2 separate regions of the Mus musculus genome follow, and region 2 is linked to region 1. The links are chromatin contacts, called in public HiChIP or PLAC-seq maps. All regions are on one chromosome and are shown on one strand. The core of a region is the stretch at or near the end of the contact, and the rest is flanking DNA. Distances in the headings are between cores, read along the strand shown.

Region 1 (6,303 bases), core at 1,615-4,114:
CGAGTTAGGGCTGTGAAGAAGTGTGGGTATTCACAGCTCGGGTATTGATAGCTCATAAAGGCTGGCAGGCTGCACTTTCATTTGCCTGGTTGTTTTTTTTTTTTTTTTTTACTGATTGAAGACAGAATGACAGAGTTGGTGAGAACCTGAATTCAATCTCCGGATCTGCATAGTGGAGCGAGAGCAGATTCCTGAGGTAAGTCCTTCTAGACTCGCCTAGTCTTTCTCAAGAACCCAGTGGGGTTTCTTGTGAGGAAAAAAAAATTATATATATAGTCTTAGTTGGGGCTTCATTGCTGTGAAGAATGAAGAATGCTGTCACCAAGGCAACTCTGACAAAGGCAGACATGTAATTGGGGCTGGCTTATGGTTTCAGAGATTCAATCAATTATTTTTTTTTTAAAGATTTATTTTATTAATATATGTAAGTACACTGTAGCTGTCTTCAGACACTCCAGAAGAGGGAGTCAGATCTTGTTGGGGATGGTTGTGAGCCACCATGTGGTTGCTGGGATTTGAACTCTGGACCTTCGGAAGAGCAACCGGGTGCTCTTACCCACTGAGCCATCTCACCAGCCCAGATTCAATCAATTATTATCATGGCAGAGAAACATGGCAGTGTGCAGGCAGACATGGTGCTGGAGAACAAGCTGAGAGTTTTACATCTCCATCCGGAGGCAGCAGGAGATGGTCTGCCACACTGGCTGTAGCTTGAGCATAGGTGACTTCAAAGCCTACCCCCACAGCAAAACACTTCCTCCAAGGCCTTGCTTACTGCAACAGGGCCACACCTCCTAATAGTGCCACTCCCTATGGCCAAGTATTTAAACACATGATGTTCCTAGCCAGGCATGGTGGCTCTCACTTTTCTAATGCTCTGGAGGCTGAGGTAGGGAGACTACCATGATTTTAAGACCCAGCTTAGGCTACAGTGTAAGGACCCTGTGCCATGACTCCTCACTAAATGTATATTCATGTTTTAATCTCACAACACAAAAATCAACACAATGGAGCTCTGAATTCAAAAGGTGTGGATCTTCCTCTGCACCATCAAGCCAGCAGTATCACAGTGGAAGCCCGGGAAGTGACCTGTGATTTAACTCAAATCTTACACCATCTACCTGGAGACAATATCACATCCCATGGATTGAGAGAGCCCAGAATTCCAAACGGATCACCATCACTTGTTTATCAGTCTGGTCCCTGGGTGCTAGATCTGTGTTTCTAATTTCTCTGCTATAAACTGGGTGTTCTCACCCTTTCCTGTCAGGACTGACTCCCAGGAGTCGGGGAAATGTCTCTGCATTTGTTATAAAGGCTGCTGCAAAGGATACAGATGAGATCTACAGGCTAGCCATGGGAGAAGCTTCTGACCTTATGACTCTATGTGCACCATCCACCAGGGCAGGCCAAGCACGTAGCCTCCTGAAGCGTTTTGGATTGTGTCTGAGTTTGTATGGAGTTGGTGTGCCTAGCAGGACTGCAGATAGATGTGTGTGTGTATGTGTGTGTGTGTGTGTGTGAGAGAGAGAGAGAGACAGAGACAGAGACAGAGACAGAGAGAGACAGACAGAGACAGAGAGACAGACCCTGCAAGGCTTGTGTATTCCTCTCTCTCTCTGGCCCAAGATGACTTGGAATTCACCATGTAGCCCACGTTGGCTTGTGGCCATCCTGCCTCAGTCTGCTAACTGGGAATTAAGGTCATCGTGACTAGCAACTTCCGGGCTCTTAGGTCTTCCGTTCTTCGTTCTTCACTGGAAGGTATCAGATTACCTCTGGATAAGGAGACTGAAGACCTGCTACCTGCTCCTCCTTTTTGGGGATAGTGTTTAGCTCTGTATGGGGGCCTCAAACTCAAGGGGATATGCTTGCCTCTGTCTCCTGAACTCTGGGACTAAAGGTATGTCTCTTGAGACAAAGTCTCATGGAGCCTAGGGTGGCCTCCAACCCTATGAAGCTGAGGCTGGTATGGCCATTCTGCTCCCACCTCCCCTGAAGGGCATAGAATGTTCTGGGCCCATCTTGTCGTTAAGGGAGGAGCCTTGCCAGGGTTTCTTTCTTTTTTTTTTTTTCTTTTTTTTTTAAGATTTATTTATTTATTATATGTAAGTACACTGTAGCTGTCTTCAGACACACCAGAAGAGGGAGTCAGATCTCGTTACGGATGGTTGTGAGCCACCATGTGGTTGCTGGGATTTGAACTCTGGACCTTCGGAAGAGCAGTCGGGTGCTCTAACCCACTGAGCCATCTCACCAGCCCGTTGCCAGGGTTTCTATACCTATGGCTGTTGAGACACCGAGGAGGACCTGGGAATGGCACCATCTCTGTCTCTGGAGAGCTTTGGCCAAGAGATTAAATGGTCCCCCAAGTGGAAAGATGGTCACAACATTCTGAGTGCGTGCCCTTTCTGGTAACAGAAGACTGCCTCTGCAAAGTGCTGGTCTTTCCCATGGCCCGTTGTCACTTCTGTTCATTTATAAGCTCTTTGCGTCAAGGGCTAGAAGTTCCACGTTTGAGAATTACTATACGGAAGAGGACTTCAATCTCATCTCCGCCCATAGGAAAGTAGAATGCGAAGACTCAGTCCAGGCTGGCCCTTGGCCAGTGTCAGTTGATTGATGTCTGGAGGCAAAGTGCCACTCTTTGAACTAAACGGTTAATGATGAATCAATGCGCAAGCCCAGCAGCCTTCTCTCTTTTTTTTAATCACGTGTGAAATAGACTTAGGGTCCCACCTTTCCGAACCAAAGTTGCCATACCCGGCTTCTCCACTAGATGGCAGGAAGACCTCAGCGTTCAACCCTGGGGAGCCTAAATACAGCATCTCCTGGCTTAAGGCCCCATTCTGGTTGAGGGCACAAGATTGTGAGCAGGACCGAGGGAGGCGTGCCTCAGAGCTGCCCCTTCCCCTAACCTTTAAAGCCACTTCCCGTCTCCTTTGCCCTTATTTTTTTTGTGTGTGAACTTCTCCAAGGTTTCCCAGCCCGTTTGCACGCAACCTGGCATCATTACATGTAACGTCTCACGGACTGATCTTATGAATGTCATCTGGTATTTATGTGGTGAGAACATTGGCTCTCGGTCAAAACCAGAAGTACAAGCTGGCCCTGGAGATCCAGGAGCCCCCTCCGCCCTCCCACTCGCTCCGTGTTTCCTTCCGTTCTGGGCTTACTGTTGCTGAGCACTGAATGCCCTGTTGGGCTTTTTTGATTTCCTGACTACTTTCTTTTGTTGCTGCCAGGGTTTTGCATGGTCACTGATATCCCAGCCTCAGCCTCAAATGGAGCGTTGCTTCAGAAAATCCTAACTGTTTACCTCTGAGCACCGGGGAATCTGGACTTTAGCTTGTAGGTTGCTGTCTTTGTGTGTTAAACATTTTAACTAATTAATTAATCAATCAATTAATTAATCAATCAATTAATTAACTAATTAATTAATTATGTGTGGGTTCCTGTGCATGTGTGTAGAGGTCACTTCTCTCTTCCCACCACACAGGTTCTAGAGACTGAAGTCAGGCCCAGACTTGCATCTCTCCCTGCTGAGCTATTGCCTGTTTCCTTTTCTTTTCCTTCTTTTACATGAAAGGTTTTATTATATGCGTGCTTTTATCTGTGTACGTGTATCACATGTATGCCCTCAGGGAAAGAAAGGGACCGGTCCTTTAGGGGTGAATTACAACCAGTTGTAAGCTGCCTTGTGAATGCTGGGAACGGAACTCAGGTCTTCTGTGAGAATAGCCAGTGTTCTTAGCTCTTGAGCCCCCCCCCCCTCTCTCTGACAGGATCTTATATAGCTTGTGTTAGCCTCAAAGTCACTTTGTAGGCAAGGTCCTTCTACCTCCGCCTCCCAAGAAGTAGGACCACAGGTGTATATAGCACCATGTCTGGCTTGCTTTTGGAATGTGTGTGTGTGTGTGTGTGTGTGAACCTCTACCTATATGCATGTATGGAGGTCAGAAGGAGACACTGAGTGTTTCTGTTCTATCACCCTCTGCCTTATTTCTTGGAGACAGGGTCTCTCACTGTAGCTAGAGCTAGGCTAGCAAGCCCTGGCGATCTTCCCTGACAAGGCAGAGGCTACAGGTACATGTGTAACCACAATGTTTTACTTGGGTCTTGGGTATTTGAACATAAGTTCTCATGCTTGCATAGCAAGCATACTTACTTACTGAGCCAGGTGTGAGGCAGGGTTTGATGCTGTATCCCAGGCTAGCCTGGTACTACATATCCCAGGCTGGCCTTTCACTCTCAGGACTCCTGTTCCGGCCTCCCAGGTATCCCTTACAGGCCTGCATCTGCATGTCTGGCTCTAGAACCCTTTGTCTTCAGGGCAGATAATGCTTTGGCCTCCCTGGATTCTGCTGATGTTCCATAGATGGCTGGGTTTGGGTAGCAAGTCACTGGTGCCTGACCCTGCAACTCCCCAAATACCTACAGAGTTGCCCATTCCTTGGAGAGGAACATCTCTGGACCTAAAACTCTGTGGTTTAAGGAGGTCGCAGAGACTGTCTGGTTGGTGTCTCTGCAGCCTTCATTTAACAGGAAACTCAGGGAAGCACGATGGAGCAGATACAGTAAGGATTGTATCGCTGGTTCTTGGCTCTCTCTGCTGTCAATCCCTGATCAATTCTACAACTGTTTTTAAAGGGAGCATTTGGTCAAAGAAACAAAGCCTGAGTATGATCACCCATATTTTCAGGATTCCTCTGATTCTCCTTCTTCAAATCAGGAGCCCTCTCCTGGCCTCTCTCCTGGTCTTCTCGCCCTGTCTGGCATGGAAGCCGCAGGGAGGCACTGGTGGGAACTGCCTTTCTGATTTGTCCTCCATCTCCCAGCCTTGAGTCAGCTGTCAGGTGAGGGCGCTCCAGACAAGAAGAAAAGCTTTCCCTCAAGCTGCAGCCCGTGAGATGGGGGTGGGGTGGGGGTGGGGGGACGACGACACAAAGTTCCCGCAGGCCTGAAGCCTCTGTGCAGTGTAAGCCAGCGCCCAGTGCTGATTCTCTCTCTGTGGGAAGTTATGTCTCCTTTAAGGGACATTCACCTGACCTTGGAAACTTTCTTATTCGTTCGTTCGTTCGTTCGTTCGTTCGTCTGTCTGTCTATCTATCTATCTATCTATCTATCTATCTATCTATCTATCTATCTATCTATCTATCTATCTACCTACTGACAAGATTATCCTATGTAACCCAGGCTGGTCTGGAAAACACCGTGTAGCCCACACTGGATTGGATGGTCCTCCTGCCTCGGCATCTTGAATGCTGAGGTTGTAAGTGTCCATGGGGTCTTAAGTGTTCCTTAGGAGAGCAGACACAAGCCAGATGGTGGTGGCTCACTTCTTTAATCCCAGATCTCTGAATTCAAGGCCAGCTTTTTCTACAGAGTAAGTTCCAGGACAGAGAGAGAGAGAGAAAGGGAGAGAGAGACAGAGAGAGGGGGGGGAGGAGGGAGAGAGAGAGAGGGAGAAGAAGAAGAAGAAGAAGAAGAAGAGGAGGAGGAGGAGGAGGAGGAGGAGGAGGAGGAGGAGGAGGAGGAGGAGGAGGAGGAGGAGGAGGAGGAGGGGAGAGAGACAGAGGACACAGAGACAGAGATAGAGACAGAGAACACAGAGAGCGTCACCGGAAAGCCCACACGTCATTATGGGGTTTGCAATGCCTTGCCCTGAGGTGCTGGCACTGCAGCACACATTCCAATCCCCCAGATCTAGCAACAGGCAATAAAATGAACCTTGGCTTAGCTGGGCTTGTGGCACATAACTTACGGCTTATAACCCCAGTGCTTAGGAAACTGACAACTGAAAGTTGTCACAAATCTTGTAGGCCTGTTTGGGATACAGAAGACTCTGCTTCCCTCCCCACCCTTACAAGAAAAACAGATGGGGCAATCTCAGCCCTTCTGAGGGAGAGGCATGACAACCAGGAGTTCAAGGCCAGCCTTGGGCCACATAGTAAAAATAAGGCCAGCCTGGGTTACACAAGATCCCTTTTCCACTCCTCACCTCCACAAAAGAAGAAACAGTTTAAAAAAATGAAGCGTTAGTAGGTGTGGTGGTGTGCACCTGTAATCCCAGTACACAGGAGATAGATACAGAACGATCAAGAGTTCAGAGTCATCTTTAGCTTCTTGGTGGGTTTAGGGTCAGCCTGGGCTACATGAGAAATTGTCTCTAAATAAATAAATGAAACTGAGGAAGAAGAAGAAGACTGGGAAGGGGAGGGGGAGGGGGAGAGGGAGACGATGCTTTAATGGGATTTGTTACCACACATGCAAGCAACCCCTCCTGCTCCCAGCTGTCTCCCT
Region 2 (6,303 bases), core at 1,391-3,890, 1.1 Mb after region 1:
ATATACATATATATTTTTACAGAGCATAGAAAGGATGCCTAAAAGGAAAGAGGAGATAGGGAAACAGAAAGGAAGATGGCAAGAAACAAGTCTCAGCTTGGAGAAAAAACATATTTATCTAGATGCCCATCAAAATCTAACATTAGCTCTGTGTAAATCAAATGCTCCTTAAGTCGGAGAAGCATACAGGTCCCCTGGCTGCCTGTGTCTGCATATAGACATACCCCCTCCCAGCCTGCAACCTCTTCTGTGCCTGCATCCAACCACCCCCACCACCTTCCCGGAAAAACAAAACCTGTTAGATAGCAGAAGCATGAGAAATGACCTGGAGGTCCCCTTCTTTGTCACAGAAGCCTTTCCCACAAAACAGCATTATTTTGAGATCATGTTATTTTTTTTCTCTCCCAGAAAAAAAGAAATATCATCTGAGACACTGGGGGAAAAAAACAGATTTAAAACAAGAAATCCCCACCCCAGGTGAGGAAAAAGAATAAAATAGAATGTGCCCTACCTTGGTTTGTAGAAGCCAAAGCTCTAGGCGGACAGATTAAGGGAGAGCGCATGTTGGGAATATCCAGAGTCCTCTTCTCGCTTGCATATCCACATAAGAAAGACGGAGGATAAAGGGACAGAAGAACATTTAAAATCCAGTGGAGTGTGAATTTGGTTTTAATCTTGTGTCTTGAAGAGATGTAAATTCAAAGGAAAAAATGTAATGTGAAAGGGAATCTCAGGGTGTGGAGAGCGGCTCACAATGCAGAATCCAGAGCCATTATTCCATGTGCATGTGAGGTTAGTAGCCCGAATATATAGATTTAAGGAGTCTCCGGCAATTAAGGGTTGGGTTCTCTTTTCTTTTTTCTTTTCTCTTTTTCTTTTTAATTTTTTGGAGCTTTAGTAGAGGAGTCTCTGTGTGGAGAAGCTGGGGGCAGGCTCTGTCCCTCCGTGGAGCGTGGTCATTCCCAAAGCGTCCCCTTCCTAAGGGGAAAAAACGAGGAGGTCAGGGTTTGATTCGAGTGTCTCCCGGAGGGTTAGCAAAATGCATGCCGGAAAAAAAAATATAGATATCTCTATACCAAGTCGTTATAAGGAAAGGGGGAGGAAACCCTGCATTTCCCACAGAGTACACACCAGAGGAATTGAAAACAGCTGGCACCAATCTATAAATAATTCCGAAAAGGTCTGCCTATGCCGTTCCTGGGACAGGCATGGATGAAAGGTGAGAAAAGCCAACCTGAATGGAAGAGAGGGAAGAGGGAAGTGGAAAGCAAGGAGGAAGGCAGGGAGAGGAGGCTCCACACAGCAGTTCACACTCACACACACGCGCGCGCGCGCGCATGCACGCACACCATCCCCACTTAACTCGCCAGTGAGTGCGGCCCCCAGCCCCATCTGCAATGCTGCTGACACGTCTGGCTCGCTCTCCTCATCTCCTCCAGCAGCGGAGCCTCCTCCCACCCCGGGCTCGTGCTCAATGGGTTCTGATTGTGCACCGGCCGCACACTGGGCATTTCTTGGATGGGGCACACTGACACGCGCGTACACACGCCCCCGACGCGCACGCGCCCCCGCGCGCACTCACACTCACCCCCGCGCACACTCACGCCGCCGGCGCGCTGATGTGCAGCGCACCGGGCTGCACCTGCAGCCAGAGGATTGGACTGGAGGGTCGCAGCGCGTGGCTCCCGCCTCTGGCACCGCTGCCCAGCCTCTCCCCTAGAAGGGATTAACCACCTCAGAAAGACCAAAGGCAGTCCTGTCCCCTTCCCCCTCCCCAAAAATATCCTTTTGTTTAAAAGGAAAAATAAAAAACCATCCAAAATAGCAAGTGCCCGGTGCTGCTGGATTGGAAAGCTGTACCCAATACCAGGTTGGTTAGCAGTGCCAAGGCTTCGAGCCTTTATCTGCCTGATTTCTCCAAACCCTCAAAATTGAGACTCCAAAGCGGGCATTTACGTACCGGTTCTGCACCTCCGAGGTGGCAGTCTCCGGAGAGGGGTGGCGGGTGTCGAGGGTTTGAGACGTTTTCTTTCCTGCAAAGCAGGATAAATGGATCAGTCTCCTGGGTTGGGAAGTTCACTACGACTCTTTGCAGAGCAGAAGGAAATGTATTCGGATGCCAGCTCCGCTGGATGCCGGGGATAGAAAGGCAGCTTGACCCGAGAAGCGCTTCTCCATAGAGCCAAGCCCCGAGATTTCCTAGAGGTGAAGGAACCCAAGGAAGTGGTGCTGGAAAGGGGGTGGGGGAGGACCTTCCTTTCTCAAAAAGGGGGGGGGGGAGTGGAGAGGCAAGAGAGCCCAGATTCCAGTTGGTGGTGATGGGAGCCGGGGGAGGGGAAGCGGGCGGGGGCAAGTCAAGCGTTCGGCAGCAGGAGAGGAAGAGCAGGGGAGGAGGGGGAGAGTAAGAAAAATGGGTATTAATCACCGGCGACGCGGGGAGGGCGGGGACATCAAAGGTCCTGGTCTTGATTTGGGTCTCACACCCAGGAACGTGCCACTCAAGCGCGCGCTCGCGCGCGCACACCACACACACACACACACACACACACACACACACACACACCCTACCTCTCACACAGGAGGTTCAGGAGGAGAAACCCAAGAGGCAGGGTGTGTGTGCACGCGCGTCCTCTTGCTCTCCACCCCCCACCCCTCCCCACTCCCAAACCCCCTCCATCACCCCCTCACTCCCACTGCTAAGACTCTTGGCTGAGGCTGCTTCTCACGTCATGAGCTGGGGGAAGTGGGGTAGCCAGGGGGTGGGAAAAGCTTAACCCGAGGCCGTGGTGCCTCCTCCTGGCAGCAAGAAGGAATAGCAGCGAGATGGGGCGGCTTAAGGGAGAGGGGAAACAGTGGCCACCTTGGACCACCGCGCAGGGCTGTGCACCTCAACCCGAAGGCCATGCTGCAGACTGACACTGAAACCACTCCCCTGGTTCCATTCAGCAGTCTCTGCTTAGTACCTGCTTTCCGGGTGCAGAGTGCAACTTGATGACAGGATTCTTGTCTTCAGGGAGCTTGAGATCTGTCTTCAGTGCAGGAAATTGACAGTTAAACAATAGGGAAGCAGGTAAATGTAATTAAAAGGCTGAATTGTACAGCAGTGTGTGTGTGTGTGTGTGTGTGTGTGTGTGTGTGTGTGTGTGTATGTGTGTATGTGTGTGTATGTGTGTATATGTGTGTGTGTATGTGTGTGTGTATGTGTGTGTGTATGTGTGTGTATATGTGTGTATGTGTGTGTATGTGTGTGTGTATATGTGTGTATGTGTGTATATGTGTGTGTGTGTGAGTGTGTGTGATATTTTCCGGCTGCTGGGAAAGATTTGAGGACTTTGGGGTTCTTTTTTAAGTGGATTGCGTTATTTAAAGATCTCAAGCAAAAATGATAGACAAACGAATGTTTCCCATATGAAATGATTTTACAGCACTGACTAACCCAGCTTCTCTAAAACGGAAAATAGCAGCCATTTCTCTCCCTCTTGAGCTGTTTTATGTTTTGGGAGTCCTTGTGATCACTTGTAGTATTATCTATTCTTCAATATTAATATCCTTGTAGATACATCCTTGTTATTCTCACCCATTGTCTCTGTTACAGTGGAGGTGAACTTTTATGGCAGTAAAACAACGGGCTTCTCACTCACCAACCTGGGAGAATGTGACCGGAACACACAGGGATCGGTCCCATTCCAAGCAGCCTGGAACTCCGGTCTACGGGCCAATGCGCACTGGCCTCTAGTCCAGTCAGCACCAGGAACACCTCAGGCGGGTTCTCCACAGCAGTGTTTTTTCCCGTTCCCTGAACTTTGTCAGGCTAATTCTTGGCATCTAATGTTTTCACGACACACAGAGGAGAACACAAATATCGCGTATTCAAAAGCAATACCGTGTGCCTCTCTGTGACCATTCCCATTCTTTCCCGAGACAAAGTGAGGTTGCGCATCTACTCCTTTGGGAAAGTGTGGAATGTGGTCACTGCTCTCTGCTGGATGCACACAATGGCCGACTGGACCCAATCATGTGCATGTTCTAGTGACTGGAACAAAGGCAGATGCCCTAAGCCAGGACACAGTGAAGCACGCTGCCCTTGCTCTTACAGTAATGTTTTCTTTTTTTCTTTTGAAATGAGATCTACACCCACTTAGGCACCCTTGTGGGTTGACTGGTAACCTACTATTCTAAATATGGCTATCTTTTACGTTTCACCTCGTGGGCCACCCTTCCCTCCCGATGCCCTTTTCCAAAACTTGCATACTACTCTTATTTGTTTTCATTTCTCCTGTTGCCCAAACCTAACATTTCCATTTCAGTCTATCCACTTTCCCTAGCAGAGAGCAAAGAAGGAACACACATCTCCTCTGCCCGTGGCGCAGTCCACGGTGCTCTCCTTTGGGAGTCTAATTCCAGGTCGTTTTCATCATCCAAGCCTGAATTGATTTCTGTAAGCATTTCAAGGATTTGATAGTGAGAGGTGGCATCTGGCCATCTCACTCTCCGAGTCTACCTGTTCTGTGTAGAGATGCAGAGCATGGTTCACTCCGCTGACTTTCACAGTGACTGAAAGATATCTCGTGCGTAGATCATCCCGGTATGTAACATATTAACATCAGCACGGTGGAGAAAGAGCTGACCAGTCAGAAGAAAAAAAAAAAAACATCCCTGAGCCATCTGCGTTATGCCATACAGTACTATTGGCAATTCAATCATGATAGTCTCAATCACACAAAGGAACCATTATTGACCTATAATAAAAAGGCAATTTCATGAAACTCAATGGAGAATTGTATCCTTCAGTGTCTTTCCTGTCTTCCCAACCAGCTGCTTAGTTCCTTGTATGAAATTATTTTTTCTGAGAATTTCTTACATGAGTATACAGTACTTGGTAACATCCCCAGGCCTCCCTGCCCACTCTTTCATGGACTCAGTGATTCTTGGGTTTTTCTGAGGCTTCTGACCTGCTTAGTTGTTCTGATGACAGGACTAAGACATCTTAGGAAGCACAGAGCTAAATGAGAAGTGCTATCCTTCCTCCACGGCATACATTCCCTGGACCCGAGGGCTTCTCTCCCTGATTCTCAGACTTGTGACACCCACCTCTTATTTCTTCCCTTTTCTTTTGGGACTGAGTTGAGCCCAGGGCTCTTCACATGCTGGGCAAGTGCCCCAGCACTAGGCTATATCCCAAGCCCCATTCCTACTTTTTATTTTGAAACAGTCTCACTATGTCACCCAGGCTGCACTTGAACCCACATACACTCACGTAGCTCAGGAAAACCTTCTCTGAGCTTGGTGTCCTGACTAACTGGAATCTCCACCCAGCCAGGCTCCACCCACCCACATTTGGGCTTCTCACAAAAATCCACAAACTTTCCAAAGAACGACCTCAGGGACCCCCCAGGACTCATGAATTTGTAATGTTATTTCTCTGTTTTGCAGAGAATATATTTGCTTATCCCCAGCCAGGCACAGAAGGTGGTATTCTAACAAGAGAAGATGGCGGCCTGTACTTTGAAGCCTTCTTTATTGAGGAAAAGCTCTTGCCTCAGGCTGCTAAGGACATAGCTGAAAGTATTCTGCCAGCTGGCTGGACCTAAAAAGAAGATATGAGAGAGGCTGCAAACATTTGTTCTTAACCCAATAGGCAGACATAAAGCACATTACAGAACTATAGATACGTGCATACCATTACACACCTTACAGGACTATAGATATATACAGACCATACAGATATGGCAATGCCTTTCATATCAGACAGTTGTAACAAAAGATAGGCCTGGAGTGTATACAGTTTAGATTGCCTGTTTAAGAGAAAGGTTTTTGGTTTTTTTGTTTTTGTTTTTGTTTTTTTTATGGTATGAATGTAAATACTTAAAATGTAGAAATAAATCACAATTTAAAACTCTTTAATATTCATAAATGTTATGAAACAAAAAATTTAAATAACAATGCTTGTGAGGAAAGTGCCTGACACCTCTGTAATACTTGCTTCCGTGTTTAAAATACATATCTTGGAGCATCTCTTTACATAATGATTTAAAGTGACATGCCCATGAAAGTAATCAAAATAACAGAAAGTTGGTGCTGTTTTTCACTTTTGAGATAATTTAGAATAATGGCTTTCTTATTGCTAGACATGGAATATACAGTTTTGGGACTTGCCAAGGTTGGGGGAGAAAAAGGATCATCAAATTTCACTTTCCTGTAGCTGCAATGTTTTAAGAGTTTCAACTTTCCTGAACTAACCTTGAATTGTCCTAGAAACGATGAAACTGACTAGTTTCCGATGAGTTTTCGGTTTGACATTAT

What was found. HiChIP or PLAC-seq counts read pairs in DNA pulled down with a chosen protein or histone mark.
Region 2: a contact with region 1 is called in an H3K4me3 HiChIP or PLAC-seq map of forebrain, with 28 times the contacts expected there. The contact joins the promoter of Grin2b here to the enhancer-like site in region 1. A contact is called at or near these places in 3 of 39 promoter capture datasets (cranial neural crest, hippocampal neurons and liver), 5 of 484 Hi-C or Micro-C datasets (cerebral cortex, cortical neurons, palatal mesenchyme and 1 more) and 6 of 115 datasets of contacts at active chromatin or transcription factors (SST interneurons, astrocytes, embryonic forebrain and 3 more).

The regions. Positions count from the first base shown.
Region 1 is chr6:135,085,142-135,091,444 of GRCm38.p6, forward strand. No RefSeq gene overlaps it. Among named protein-coding and RNA genes, the nearest start is that of Gprc5a, 23 kb to the left of the region's middle. Within about 2 kb of position 2,865, at least 105 of the 459 cell types and tissues checked have an H3K27ac peak or open chromatin away from gene starts, as enhancers often do. A contact at or near this core is called in astrocytes, cerebral cortex, cortical neurons and 4 more, where this site is marked.
Region 2 is chr6:136,170,905-136,177,207 of GRCm38.p6, forward strand. It overlaps Grin2b (glutamate receptor, ionotropic, NMDA2B (epsilon 2)), which reads right to left and starts at 2,641. Exons shown (of 15, transcript NM_001363750.1): 1 at 2,569-2,641; 2 at 1,961-2,033; 3 at 512-978. Gm26653 (a long non-coding RNA gene) reads left to right here and starts at 2,124. Exons shown (of 3, transcript XR_378074.4): 1 at 2,124-2,205; 2 at 2,950-3,070; 3 at 3,596-4,806.